Linked DNA regions of Mus musculus: region 2 is linked to region 1. A link is a contact called in public Hi-C data. All regions are on one chromosome and are shown on one strand. The core of a region is the stretch at or near the end of the contact, and the rest is flanking DNA. Distances in the headings are between cores, read along the strand shown.

Region 1 (6,670 bases), core at 1,216-3,715:
TCTTTGGATACCTGATAAGAGTGTTAATAAGATACAAAGAAACAAAATTCTTTTTGTCTAACAGAACAAGTACAAACAACTACACTTCCAAAGTATTTAAAAATATATGTATATATTTTCAGAGGTATGAAGTTTTCTTAGATAAAGCCTTCTCGTTTTCTTCATATTAATTTCTGAAACAGTGGCTAAACTATCTCAAAAGGCTTCCCAAGAATGTTATCTTTTCCTCTCACCTGGAGTATTCATTCCCAATTAAAACCTCCCTTGGAGTTGTTGGTCAGGGGAGTCTGACAATTCCCCGAACACTATATATAGTCTATTGTACGGACCTTTCGTTGCCTAGCTGAGGTTGAAGGCAAGTGCATTTTGCTGAAGACATCACATCCTTTGGACAGTCAGCAATCCTACTCAGCTGTGATGCCTAAGAAGCACAATGATGACCTGAATGGTAAGTAAGATCCCCCTGAAGTATAGTGGTGCCACTTACATCTTGACGGTAGTCAACAGTTGTCTAATTGGAGTCAAGGCCCACTAACAGGCAGGAAATCATGCATCATACAATAAACAGAGCCTACGACACGTAGCTAGTAACATTGTGGATCTTACTGAAGCTACTATTGCCATTTCCCTAAACCAATGTAATATAGCATAACTGGAGTCTAACCTAACTCCAGTATAACCTGATTGCTGTCTAAATACTTGCCCCCACCTCCACAGATTAAGTGGAGCCTTTATTCACCTTTATTCACCAGCTTTCTTACTTTTTGTAGCAGGAGACAATTATAGAAAGGCATAACTAATCGAAATTCAGAGAACACCAAACTGTGAAATGTGCAGCTCCAGCAGAAGCATGTCAGCACCGAAGTCTCAGGAACTGTGGAAGAGAGAGCCAGAGGCGTAGGGAGCCTGCTGTGAGGTGACATGGGGGCTACACTGATGAAATCACAGCAACACAGCTGCCCAAACAAGATCGGAATGATGCTCACATAGATTGACAATGAAAGGTCAGTGGGAGAAGTCTCATAGGGTACCAGCCGTAAATGAACAGCTATGAGCTGTTATGAGCAACTAACAGCCACCGAGAGAGGGACAATTAGTCTTCCCCAAGGATGAAGCTTCCCCCACTGGCTATCCCATACCAAGCACTCAGCCCTGGCAACACTCCTGCAGGTGAAAATGAACACATTCAGTAGGGCACATCTATATATTTATTTGTTTATATGCACATATAACAACAACAACTGAAGAAGAGATCACGCATTGATTTGAAAGGGGTCATGGAAGAGACAGAATAGAGTTAAGGAGGAAATGATGTAATTATATTTTAATTGATTAATAATTTAAAACTGACAAGGTTTATTTTATAAAAGTCCCCTCTGCCTAACTATAATCCATTCATTAAAACAACCATGTGTTAATTTTCCACTTAGCCTACATGTGTTTCTTAAAGCTTCTCTGCTTTAGTTTATGTGCACTGAAAGTAAGACCTCTGCAAAGGAAACACCTCTCAATGAATAGCGCTTTTCCCTTTTATCTGTGTTCTGAGGCCTCCCCATAGATCCTTTGGTGTTATCAAAACCAATGAACATTTCACCACACTCTGATGTTTTATCAGATCATATCAACTCGTTTCCTGAAGCTTAAAGAAGCACTTCCATCCATCATCATTGGGAAGTCCTCAGGAACTCGCCAATTCTCTCTCCCCACCTGCATCACCCCAGGCAGAAGGGCTGAAGCGGTGCACTCTAACATCACATGGTAACACAGCTTCATCTGTCAACTCTTGGCTTCAGCATCCTGGGGAATTCTGATGTGGGGAAACATTTCAAAGCAATTGTCTTACCCTTTGGATAAAACCCAGTGCTAGCTGTTTTCAAGATAAGAAAATAAAGTTTCCCATTGGGTCTGTTAGCATATTGTCATTAAACATTTATTTTTTATTCAGTGAAGAGTTTTGGCTGGATCCTGATTATATAAATATTAGTTATATGAATTAGAGAGTTCCTCATCTCATGTATACCTATCTCACAAGCTGAGACATGGTGAAGATAGTTGCCTAGGCTGGGATATTATATGATCGTAGAGTCTTCTATCCCAGGCACTGGGTTGATCATGATGCTAAGGGAACTTAGAAGGAAGACAACTAGAGCTTTGGAGGTGCCTCTCTGAGTAAATAGCACATGTTAGTACAGCGATGAGCATGGAGTGAGGGCATTTGGGTAAGGAAGAGTATACTGAAAGCTAAAGGGATGTCGTTGTATGAAATGACATGGAAACATCAGTACCTACATGCAATTTGCCATTATCAGTGCCTACAATGCCAAGACTAGAGAACTGGTGGTAAAGTTGGAGTTCTTTGAAGGAGAAAGTTTCATGGAAAGAATTGGTTAGTACCAAGTCCTGTGAGATCCCCTGGCTGAAAGGACTTTGTCATTCTTCTCTAGAAAAGTGCCATAAACTCATTAGGCTAATTTTTAACTAGTATAGAATTTGGGCAAGAGATTTCTACCTTGTGTGGGTAAATAAAAGAGGTTTGACTTATGATGTGGAAACAAAGCAGAAGTCTAGCTTGATTGAAGACTGGGTTGTTTTCAGAGCTACAACACAGACACATATTTTAACATAGCAAATTTGCAGTGTTAACTAAACTATGTGTTGTGGATATCCAGTGTGTCTGAGGTTATGGCCTCTACCATGATTAACTTGAAAATGAGAACAATTTTATGAACTTAAATCTGACTTCTTGCTCACTTCAGTTCCATGTGTCTTTCTTAGATTCTGACTTTTAAGGCCAAAGCATCCCATGATGCTTTGGGTGAGGAGAGACAGAAAAGCATTGCTTTCCACTGCTTGTATTTCACTAATCCCTCTCTCTCTCGCTCCATGGGTCTGGAGTGAGGTCTGTTCTCCACTGTGCACTGCATACAAACTATTCCCAGTTGACCACATCCGCTGGCCAAACCTCACTTACCAGTCCCAAGGAATGTACAAACTCAGGTTCCAGAACACTGCCCGACTGATCAGTCTGGCTGTCTAAATTGGGAACTAATTAAATGTTTTTAACTTTGGCAGCCTTCTCTAGAAAAGTCTCTCCTCATTTAAGCAGGACAGGCAGCCATTCTGAAGCAAACATGCCAATGAAATCCTTTGGGGGTGGGAGGCACCCAGTCAGACAACAAGAAACAATTGCTTTTTTACATGGCTGTGGTCTGTTACTTTCTCTGTGAGTATACACAGACTGATACAGGATATGTGTATACCCATATGCAAATAGATATAACCACACAGAAAGAATTAGATTACATTTCTTTGATGTAAAGTAATCAAAAGTATTTTTTCCTTCTATTTAAGGTTTCAATTCAATCCACCAACATTGATAAAATACTGTATTTCTAGGCTACATGTTTCAAGTGGTACATAACGCATTCTGGATGCCATTTAGATGTGGGAAGAGTAGGAAGCTAAGGTGGTCAGTTCATTTCTACTCAAAAGTATACTAATCACAGAGGCCTGTGATCCAATTGCTTCAGAGTCTGAGGCTGGAAGGAGGAGGGTGAGTGTCAGCCTGGGCTCTATAGCAAGACTCTATCTAAACCAAACCAACAAACAAACACCTTATCTGATGATATGAGAGGTCTGGAGTCAGGCAGATTGGCTCCATGATTAAGAATCCTTGCTGCTATTCCAGAGGATCCAGTTCAATCTTCAGCACCCATACTGGGCAGCTCACAAGCCCCTGTAACTTCCTGCTCCTGGAACTCCCTGTTCTGACATCCACAGGCAGCTGTACTCCTGACCATACACCCACACAGATACACAAGCATAAATATTAAAACTTGGAGCACTGTTTAAAGATTCTCCTCTGCATACAGAAATATTCAAAGCAACAAAGCCCCAATGGTCGTCTAAGGAAACTTACCGCTTGTACCAACAGCCTATGAAACTTAGATTGGGTTTTGTGGAACTACGACCAAAATCCTATGAGAAGACTAAAAAAGAGGAAATTGCTTCCAAAGGAGATGACTTCACCTGGACTTCTGCAGGTCTTTGAAAGCCCAGGGATGTTTAGCATAAAAATCTATGTCACTGATCATTGAATACTGGATTTTCCCTGGATCCTGTCATTGAAGAGTGGCAACATCAGCTTCTTCAAACCTTCTAAGGGGGACAGGAAGTGAACTGGCCTAAGGGGCAGTTGGATTTAGGTTGGCTCGTGCACAGTGATTCAAGAAACCCTACCAGAAGCAGTGAGGTGAAGGAAGTTGCTGAGTTTCAACTTCAGGAAAAGACTCGCTTACCCGCCAGAGTCACCACCGAGCTCCAAGCATCACTTAGGATGACAGATCTACACCAAGGACTTGAAACCAGACTCTGGGCTTGTTTAGAGTCACCAGTGTGGCCTGGGCTCTCTCCTTCTGTGCTGGCATTAATTGTAAGCTATTGTCCCTTTCACTAAAAGCAGAACTTGAGACACTGAGGTACAGCTTGAGCCAGTGTTTCATTAGCTTCTCAGGAATGTTTACTGAGGTGTGGTGTTTTGAAAAGCCTTTAATAAATAGTACGCCATGTTCTCCGAACCTTTATTTTTCTAAATGTGTGGGGAGGACACTGTTTTTTGCTCCTTTGCCAGCATTCCAGAACATTCCTACTGCTGGGAATTCAGTGCCATTCTCTGAAAGTAGACACTGTGACCAGAGCTTTGTACTGTAATAATATATTCACATTTTTCAAAATAAGAAAGACCTGACTTCGTAGACAATCCCAGATAAAGAACCATCAAGGTGTAAAGCAGAAATCTTTTCCCAACGTGAATGGGAAGAATCACAATTCCTGTTTGCTTTCAGTGTGTTATGAGACAACAAATGGTAAATAGATCTTTCTTTAATATCTTTTTCATGCCATTTTGATCCATTCTGGAAATAATTATCAAATGACTCAGACCAAAAGCACTGTATGAGAGCCACATCTTGGCTAAATGATGTAAATATCTGTTTCCCGTATCTGGACATAGGACTCTTTCTAATTTACCAGTGTGGGGCAATATCCACAGAACCTGTCTCTGCTTGCAGAGTGTCTTTACTGGCTGCCTTTTTTTTTTTTTTTCTTTTCTCATGCCTGGGAAAATGTGGAGGAGATTTGCATCCAGTAGAGAAGTAAACTAGTGGGACCGGCTGGTGAAGGAAAACCATTATTTTTGTCTTTCAGCTTAGAAATAGAGGTTTACCAAGAACGCACACAGAAGACATTTTCCACCTAGTCAGAGACCAGTTTTAGACTTCACCAAAACACTTGCCAACCATGAAGGATGTGACCAATTCCCAACTCCGTGAACTGAAGGTGCCCTGTTTTAGGATGGATTTGTTTGGGTTTCTTTTTATTTGTAGTATTATTTCTTTTCAAAGTAGACTGCAATTACTTGATGTGTCATTTCCCAGAGCGCACCATCATGGAACATGCCATTTACTGTACAGCATCGGTTAGAGCATCACTGTGCCACAAATTGCTTTGGAAACTAAATGCTGGGCCTTGGTATTTTACAGGAGTGATATGAAGGAAAGTGAACAATGAACAATAAACTATAGAAAATGCCTCTGAAGATGAAGGTCTTAGCTTTAACCTTGAAATAGCAGAAAGTAAAGGAGTTATCTATGAAGAAATATCATGGAACATTTTTTTTCCAAAATTGAGGTGTTACAATAGAGATAGAAAATTTAGGAAAGTGGTTGGGGACACACATTAAATCTTGTATTGGTTAGAAAGGCAATTCATTTTAAATGTCTCCGATTTTAAGGCGTGTAAAAATGCACACTTAAAGTATTATCAAGGCCTTCTTATGCATTAGTCATTAAAGTAGAGTGACTATGAACTCTGAGGCTATTTAAGGTCTATAAAAAATATTGAAATGTGTGGGGAGGAATAGTGCCTCCAAACTACAGAATAAAGGTTCAAAGTGGAAATCAGTACATGATTAATTAAAAAATGTTAGGAAAATAACATATGATCAACTAATCAATAGCAACTCGACTCTCACAATTTTGACATATAATGTATTTGATGTGGGTTAAGGGTAGATTTTAATGTATAGATTATACATGTTGTGTGGCAAAAACTTAAGAGTAGAGGGTCCTGAGAACTGCCCTTAATAAGGTCAATAGCATCAATACAGAAATCTGTGCTTTCCTAGAGTCATTGGAAATTAGACAATAGAAAGGTAAGAATCCGAAAGGGCAGTAATAAACAGCAAAGCAGTGGGCTTGGGAAATTACCGCATCTCCCAAGAACAAGCAATGCTGGCTGAAACCAATACCGTTCTTCTAGATTAGGACCTACTATATAATAATGTCTCTTTGTTTTTTGTTTTTTTAACAACAATTTTATTTGTTGACACGCAGGTGTATTTTAGCATAGGTAAATATGCTAATAGCATCTCAATCAGGATCTGGTTATGCCCCTGTGGATACTTTCTTGACGATTGACATCATTGGTCAGGCTATTGGGTGTTGAGGCAATGGGGTGAATTTTAAAGGTAAATGAAGACCTGGTTCAGAGCAAGCCTGGTATTGGGAAGGTCTTGTACTTGCATGTGTTAGGTGGAGAAGTTTATATGAGGACCAGGCTTGGATTTAGATATGGTTGCCTAATCTCCCCTATTAAACGGAGCTATCCATTT
Region 2 (6,670 bases), core at 1,509-4,008, 72 kb after region 1:
GCATAATACCCTTCTATACTTGCTACCGAGCTCACAATCCAACTGTAGCTGGCTGCAAGAGCTAGAAACTGTCACCTGAGCTTTTTCTACACTTGGAGAGGAGCCAATGAGGAAACCCTTGCCAGCATCAGCAATGCCTCCTTGGAACCGCCTTACCATGCCAGGGATAGAGTTAAGGGGATACAATACAGAAAAGGAAAAGAACAAACAAACAAACAAACAAACAAAATAATGGCATCCCCAGGACATTACAAATTCCAAGAAACTCAATCCATTGAAACTGCCTCTTCAGCCCTGCTCAGTCCTTTGGAAGCATTGAGGACCTTTAGCCATGTATGTCTCAGGAATGAACCTTTAAAAGGAAGCATTTTGTTTACAGTGCACAAGAAGACCTCAATTAAACTTCTATTGCGGCCCCGCATATAAAGCCTTAAGTCCTCCCCATGTTCTACCCACCAATCTCCTCTTTAAGCTGTGAGAACAGAAACAACGATAAAACACCTTTATTTCAGTATTATTTCATGTTTCCTCTCCCCATCCTACAAGTCTCAAAATGCTGGGGAACTCTGGCCTCAAAGGTGCTAATCTGTTGCTTTAGATACTGTTTCTTCATGAGGCACCGGATGGCAGAGAGCATGCCTTTACTGCATACCTTGACAACCATGCCTCTCTCTCAATGTCACTTCCATGAACGCAAGCCTTTCCCTGCCATCTGAATACGCCCACAGTTATAAACATTTTTTTTCCTGAGGAGAACCAGGGGATACACATTGCATCAATAAACCTCTTGAAGGACATACAAAGCTGCCCCAGATGCCGGGATGACTACAGTCCATTAGAGCTGATAAAACATCCAGCTGTCTCTGAAAGATTCAATGTATGTATCTTTAGGCTTTCTCAGACAGATGCATGAGTTAGGCTGGTGGGAGGGGGTGCAGGAGTTAGGGGGTAGGGAGTTAGGGGACCGGATCCCCAGAGGACATCGTTGTATGGGAGACCACTGAGACTGATCCAGGAATAAGCTGCTGGCCTGAGCGTGAAGGAGAGCCTGTTTGTTCTTCCACAGTCTTTCCTCACTGAGACCCCAGGCACAGATTCCTTCCCCTTGGTTTGAAAGTTGGCACTTACCCCACTCAAAGGTATTTTTATGTCCTTCATAGACAAACATTACAGACGAAATTCTTAACATATTTATAAGAACACAGTCTTTGTACTTCACTGGTGGTGCAAAGGGGAGGATATGACAAGGGCTTTACTGTGTTTTCCTCTAAACAAGGTTGCTATGAACTTGGAAATCAGTCGTCTCTGGCTTTCAACTCAGTATCCCAATATACTTATTACTCTTTAATGGAGATGGTATCATGCTTCGTTATAAAATACCTTAAATATGTGTCAGTTTCTCAGGTATGATATCTTTTACGTATCTGTATCATGTTCATTTTTAAACAGAAAGACAGAGACAAAGTGAATACATTTAAGCAGCATTTAAAATGATATAAATCAAGAAAAAAAATTCTCCCATGAGCCAAGATTTCTCACAGGAAGAGATGAGGGGAGAGAAGTCTCAGGTGGAAAGACAGGCGATGGTGTTGTCAGACATTGGTGTGTCTCAGTGTGACAGACATGGGCAGGGACGGGTTGTGAAAGAACAAAGGCGTGCTGGGTGTGCCGGTGTCAACAGTTTCCTGATTCTAACACTTAAGACAAGGCTTCTAAAAATCTAGCTGGAGAACAAAACGACTAAGGTGATAGCCAGGTAAAGTTGTATAAAATCCTATTCTGGCAAAAACCTTCCTGCAGTCACTTGATCAAATCTGTTTTTCTGATGTAACCTGGGCCCAAACTGGGAGGTTTTAAACACTGAAATCCTCTCTACATAACAAGAAGTAATTTCTCCCCTCTTCTTCAAAGAGAAATCTTTCTATTCAATGAAAGGTTTTGAATTGAACATTCAGTTATAGAATGTTCAATTTCAAGCTGTTCGGTTGACCCTCGGCTTTCTCTCCAAGTTCCCCTATGCCTTTTGCCTTTAAAAGTTCAGAATGTCTCCAACAGTAACTGTTCAATTCTGTCTTGCAAGCCTGGACTATGGACAGTGATCTAACCTCTTGGAAAAGACATGGAGTGCACCCAAAAACTGAGAGAGACATTCTCTCGTCCCAGCCGCCAGCTCACGGGTTTCAAAGTCCTGGGACACACATCATGAACAGCCTAGGGCTCTAGCATGTAAGTGGGCAGTGCCAACTCAAACACAGAAAGCACTTCTGCAGGTATAAACAGCAGGCCGGGCCCAGAAGGCAGGCAGCAAGGAGGCAGCCAGCCAGCCAGCCAGCCCGCCAGCCAGCCAGCCCGCCAGCCAGCCCGCCGGCCGACTTTTTGCCTGCGTCACTCTCCCGCAGTCCTCTCCACATGGAAAAAAGAAACTCCTCAGTTGGACTGCAAACTTGGGCTCAAAGAAAATGAATATAGAAATAACCTTAAAAGGATATCTCCCTTAAAAGGGAGAAAGGTCTTCCTGGTGGGTATCCGTGTTACTGATGTGTGGCAGTGTGCGTGGGTATACCGGGACGCACAGCCACATACACACACACACCCCTTGACAGTGGTGTGTCATCAGTAATTGTTTTAATTTTCCTAAAGCAGCACATTTGGCCTTATTTTGAGTATGTCAAAAAGAAAGTCACGTACTTCTCCTGTAGAAATTCGGCCATTTTCTGTGAGTAGCCTTAGTGTTCACAGTTTCCTAAGTATGTGTTAATCTTTAAACATACACCCGTCTTCCAATGTCTGAGCACCTATTGCTGACCTCGACAGTCAACGGGAACACAGATACTCATGTCGGTGGCTTCAGATCATGTGACTGAACAGCAGGGGAACAAAAGACTGTCTCCACCACTGAGAGTAAAAGAACCTGAGCTTACCACACTTAAAGACACTGAGTTTTCTCTGCCTGTGGAGTTGTAAAGGCCATCCCTAGAGACACAGTACATGGGCTCTTTCCCCCTAAGAGTGCTAGCTAATGGGTCTTACTATAAAGATAATTTTTTATACTTCCACTCCATTTTTTCTTTAGCTGAAGTTCATTTAGCAAACTCATTGTATTATTTTTCTTCATTATCCCTCAACTGTCATCTCATGAGCACCATTAAATGTATCATGATGAAATTGCAGACACAAGTAAATATGTCCCTACAGTCAAAAATATAACTCCTACTTGGAAAACTGGACTTTGAATTTATAAAGTTTATACAATGGTAGGTCCCTAAACAACTCCAATATTATTTTCACTAACTGTGCTAAAATATGCACACTATGTTCTGAGACCTACCCAGAATGTATGGGAGGACAATATACAGAAAGAATGGTCCCTGGTATAAATGTTCGCCTGGGGGTAGACTAAAAGAGTCTTTACATTTGAACTAAGAAATATGAACATGTTCTCCAAAGAGACAAAAGCTCACAATGACATAGGATGTTAAACATACCCAATACCATATGCACACATGTACTCTGCAGTCAGATCACAAAGGACCAGCTGAGACCTGCCCTGGAAAAATCATCTTGGGCTATCCAAACCCAGCTTGAACATTATCTCTGTTGGTAGCTAAGAAGAAGAAATAATTTTTCTCAAGTAACTGATGCTTCAGGTTTTCTGTTATGGAAATCCAAAAACCAAAGAAGTCCCTTGATAACAGGTTCGTTGGCTTCTGTGTAAAGCCTCTTGCCTTACCAGTAACGTGTCCTGTGCGTATCGCTAGTGCACCTTGTTTCTAAGGAAAGTGTCCTTTATAATTTTGAATGACTTAAATTTAGATGAAGTCATTTGCTTTTTAAAGCAGAAGGCTTAATGTAAAGAGATTCCTCCCCAGACACCAGAACTAATCAATTTTATAAAACCCTTGTATTTTTTCTTTATTTTTAAGTTAAGGAAATATCAGGCCTGATGGAGCACAGACTTGATATACTCATGACTGAGTTATCCTGTGAATCAAACCTCCCAGAGGCCACCGTATCTCATCTTAAGGAAACTGAAGACATTATGAACTATATACACTATGCAGTAGATACTGTGCACTTGGTGCTAATAAAGTTGAATGCAGTGGGAACCTATATAGTACATAATCGTGGCTGTGTTTTCAGTTAAGAGCAAGAGAACAGGGCAAGTGCAGTAGTTTCTTGCTGTTTTTACTCTGCTGTTGTTCACGTTCTCTGGGGTACTGGGAATGACCTAGGATATCTGAGACCAACTCTATAAAGCCACCACACATCTTACCTCATTTACTGGTCATCTGATCAACTTTATTTTTGTATGTGTTCATTTTCTATTTCAAATGCAAAGGTTTCATCGTCAGAGAGCGACTTCATTCTGAAGTTACTCTGCTAGTTAAATGATGGAGCCAGGATTCTCAGTTGGCTGCTCTAAGATCTCAGGTCTTCATAATATCGTGTGTGTGTGTGTGTGTGTGTGTGTGTGTGTGTGTGTGTTTCAATTCTTTCCCACAGAAAGTAACTATAAAGAAGCTTATTATGAACAGAACAAAGGCTTTATGAAAGAATAAAATACTAATGATTCACACAAAAAGAACTGAAAAAAAAATGGAGATATCAAATTTTGGGATAAAGCATCATGGACTGCGTCCTGTTAATCAATGAATTCAGTGTGTTGCCAACAGGATAGGTGATATCTGTTAAGCTTATTCTAAAATCTATAAAAGATAAAAAAATACATTTAAAATTTAAAGGTGTTAAAATACATTTTAAATCTAGACAATAATTTTAAAAGAAAATGGACTTTACATCCTTAGAAATGAAAATAGTGCATCACCACAGACAGAAGTAGTTTGGAAAATAGAGTGTAAGTAGAGCCATATATGGCCATATAAAAGTCACAGGATGGATTACAAATGGGAGCAACATGTAGGGAAGACTTTGTTTATTTAGTATAAAAATGGGGGAATTCTGATTATGAGATAGATAGATAGATAGATAGATAGATAGATAGATAGATAGATAGATGATAGATAGATAGATAGATAGATAGATAGATAGATAGATAGATAGATAGATAGAAACAAAATAAATTATTAGAGTAGCCTTAACATTTTCATACAAAAAACTTACAAGTCAGAAATTTTATGAAACTTAAAGAGAATAAAATCACAGAAGGAAAATCTACATATAACCTTGGGGTGAAGAAACCTCCTATCATGAGGCATATGTTAAAAAGCAATAAAGGAAGACTAGTCATTCTAGTTATATCAGCCATAAAGTTTCTATAGTGGAAAAAAAACTATACGGTGACAAAAGAGACTGGAGGAAGGGATCATTCTCAGCCACTTGCTTTGCATATAAAATATTAGAATTCAAAATATGAATGTATCCTCTGTGCCAAATCAATAAGAAAATCATTTGACATAAAGACAAAAGTAGATGAGTAAAAACTGACAACTGGATTTTCACAGATGTGAAAAGACACATGTTAAATGAATAAGTAAAAGCTGTTCAACCATACTATAGTAACAATTACCACAAGGAGCAAATATATTAAGAACAGCCATCCTCAGATTGTAAGAAGACAGGCAAATATTTACTTCCTTAATGTAAAATTCTACTGTCTTTGCGAATGATGATTTTACAGTAGCTTTAAATTTTAAATAGAAAAGTTAAATAATAGAACAATAACAAAATCAACACGGAAATTTCAGTAATTGTCTATGTATGCATAGTGCATTTGCTGAAAGGGGAATAATGAAAGCAATATTATTCTCATCCAAACAGCATCCCTGTAATGTTCAGATAAGGAGTCATATAAGGCTCTGAACAGCCAAAGCTGTTCTTCTTTGTTCTTTGAGTAAGAAGAACAAAGTCAAAGGCGTCGTGACCCTGATTTCGAGATGTATTGTAGAGCCACAGAAACCCAAGTAGAATGCTATTAGGCTAACAGCAGACACACTGACTGGTGGAACAGACTTGAGATACCAGGAACAAATCTGTACTTTGGTGACAGTGCTGGTTAATATTTTGTCAGATTGGTGCATGCTAGAGTCATCTGAGCAAAGGGACCTTCAGTGGAGAAAATACATCTATTAGATTATTTGTAAACAGGTTGGAAACATTTTCTTGATTAGTGATGTGAGTAGGTCCAGTTCACTGCGAGTGGTTCCATCCTTGGACAGCATGTCCTTAGGCTGTGTAAGAAAGCAAAGTGAGCAAGCCATGAAGAGCAAGTCAGTAAGCAGCATCCTTCCATGGTCTCTGCTACAGTTCCTGCCCTGCTGGAGTTTCTGCCATGGCTTCCCTCAATGAGAGCCTGTGATTTGGATGGATAAGCCAAATAAAATTCTTTTTCCCCCTTGTTGCTTTTGACCATTATGATTATCACAGAAATAGAAAGCAAACTAGGACAAATGACAAGTGACGCTCAGAAAAACTATCAAAATCATACATTGTAGAAAGATGCCTCTGCATGAATGCTGGGGAAATTGGACTTCCACATGCAAAAGACTAGAAAAAAATTAGATACCCAATGATGTCCAGTTATCACACTCTCAGATGTCAGGGCTCAGCAACTGCTATTGCTGTGGGTGGTTTGATAAAGTTGTTAAATTGTTGATACTTGTTTGATAAAGTTTATAAAGTCACTCTTCTTTCTCAGCATGTATACAAAGCC

Evidence for each region. A called contact is a pair of places that touch in the nucleus more often than the background predicts.
Region 2: a contact with region 1 is called in a Hi-C map of liver, with 2.1 times the contacts expected there. The contact joins two enhancer-like sites. A contact is called at or near these places in 6 of 484 Hi-C or Micro-C datasets (liver and nephron progenitors) and 5 of 115 datasets of contacts at active chromatin or transcription factors (embryonic stem cells, heart atrium, hepatocytes and 1 more).

The regions. Positions count from the first base shown.
Region 1 is chr10:24,461,621-24,468,290 of GRCm38.p6, forward strand. The region is part of intron 3 of Gm15270 (predicted gene 15270); the gene reads right to left. It overlaps Gm40615 (a long non-coding RNA gene), which reads left to right. Exons shown (of 3, transcript XR_871526.2): 1 at 1-448; 2 at 771-1,004; 3 at 1,616-1,911. Among named protein-coding and RNA genes, the nearest start is that of Gm40615, 4.1 kb to the left of the region's middle. Within about 2 kb of position 2,466, at least 10 of the 459 cell types and tissues checked have an H3K27ac peak or open chromatin away from gene starts, as enhancers often do. A contact at or near this core is called in hepatocytes and liver, where this site is marked.
Region 2 is chr10:24,532,868-24,539,537 of GRCm38.p6, forward strand. The region is part of intron 3 of Gm15270 (predicted gene 15270); the gene reads right to left. Among named protein-coding and RNA genes, the nearest start is that of Gm36089, 17 kb to the right of the region's middle. Within about 2 kb of position 2,759, at least 20 of the 459 cell types and tissues checked have an H3K27ac peak or open chromatin away from gene starts, as enhancers often do. A contact at or near this core is called in hepatocytes and liver, where this site is marked.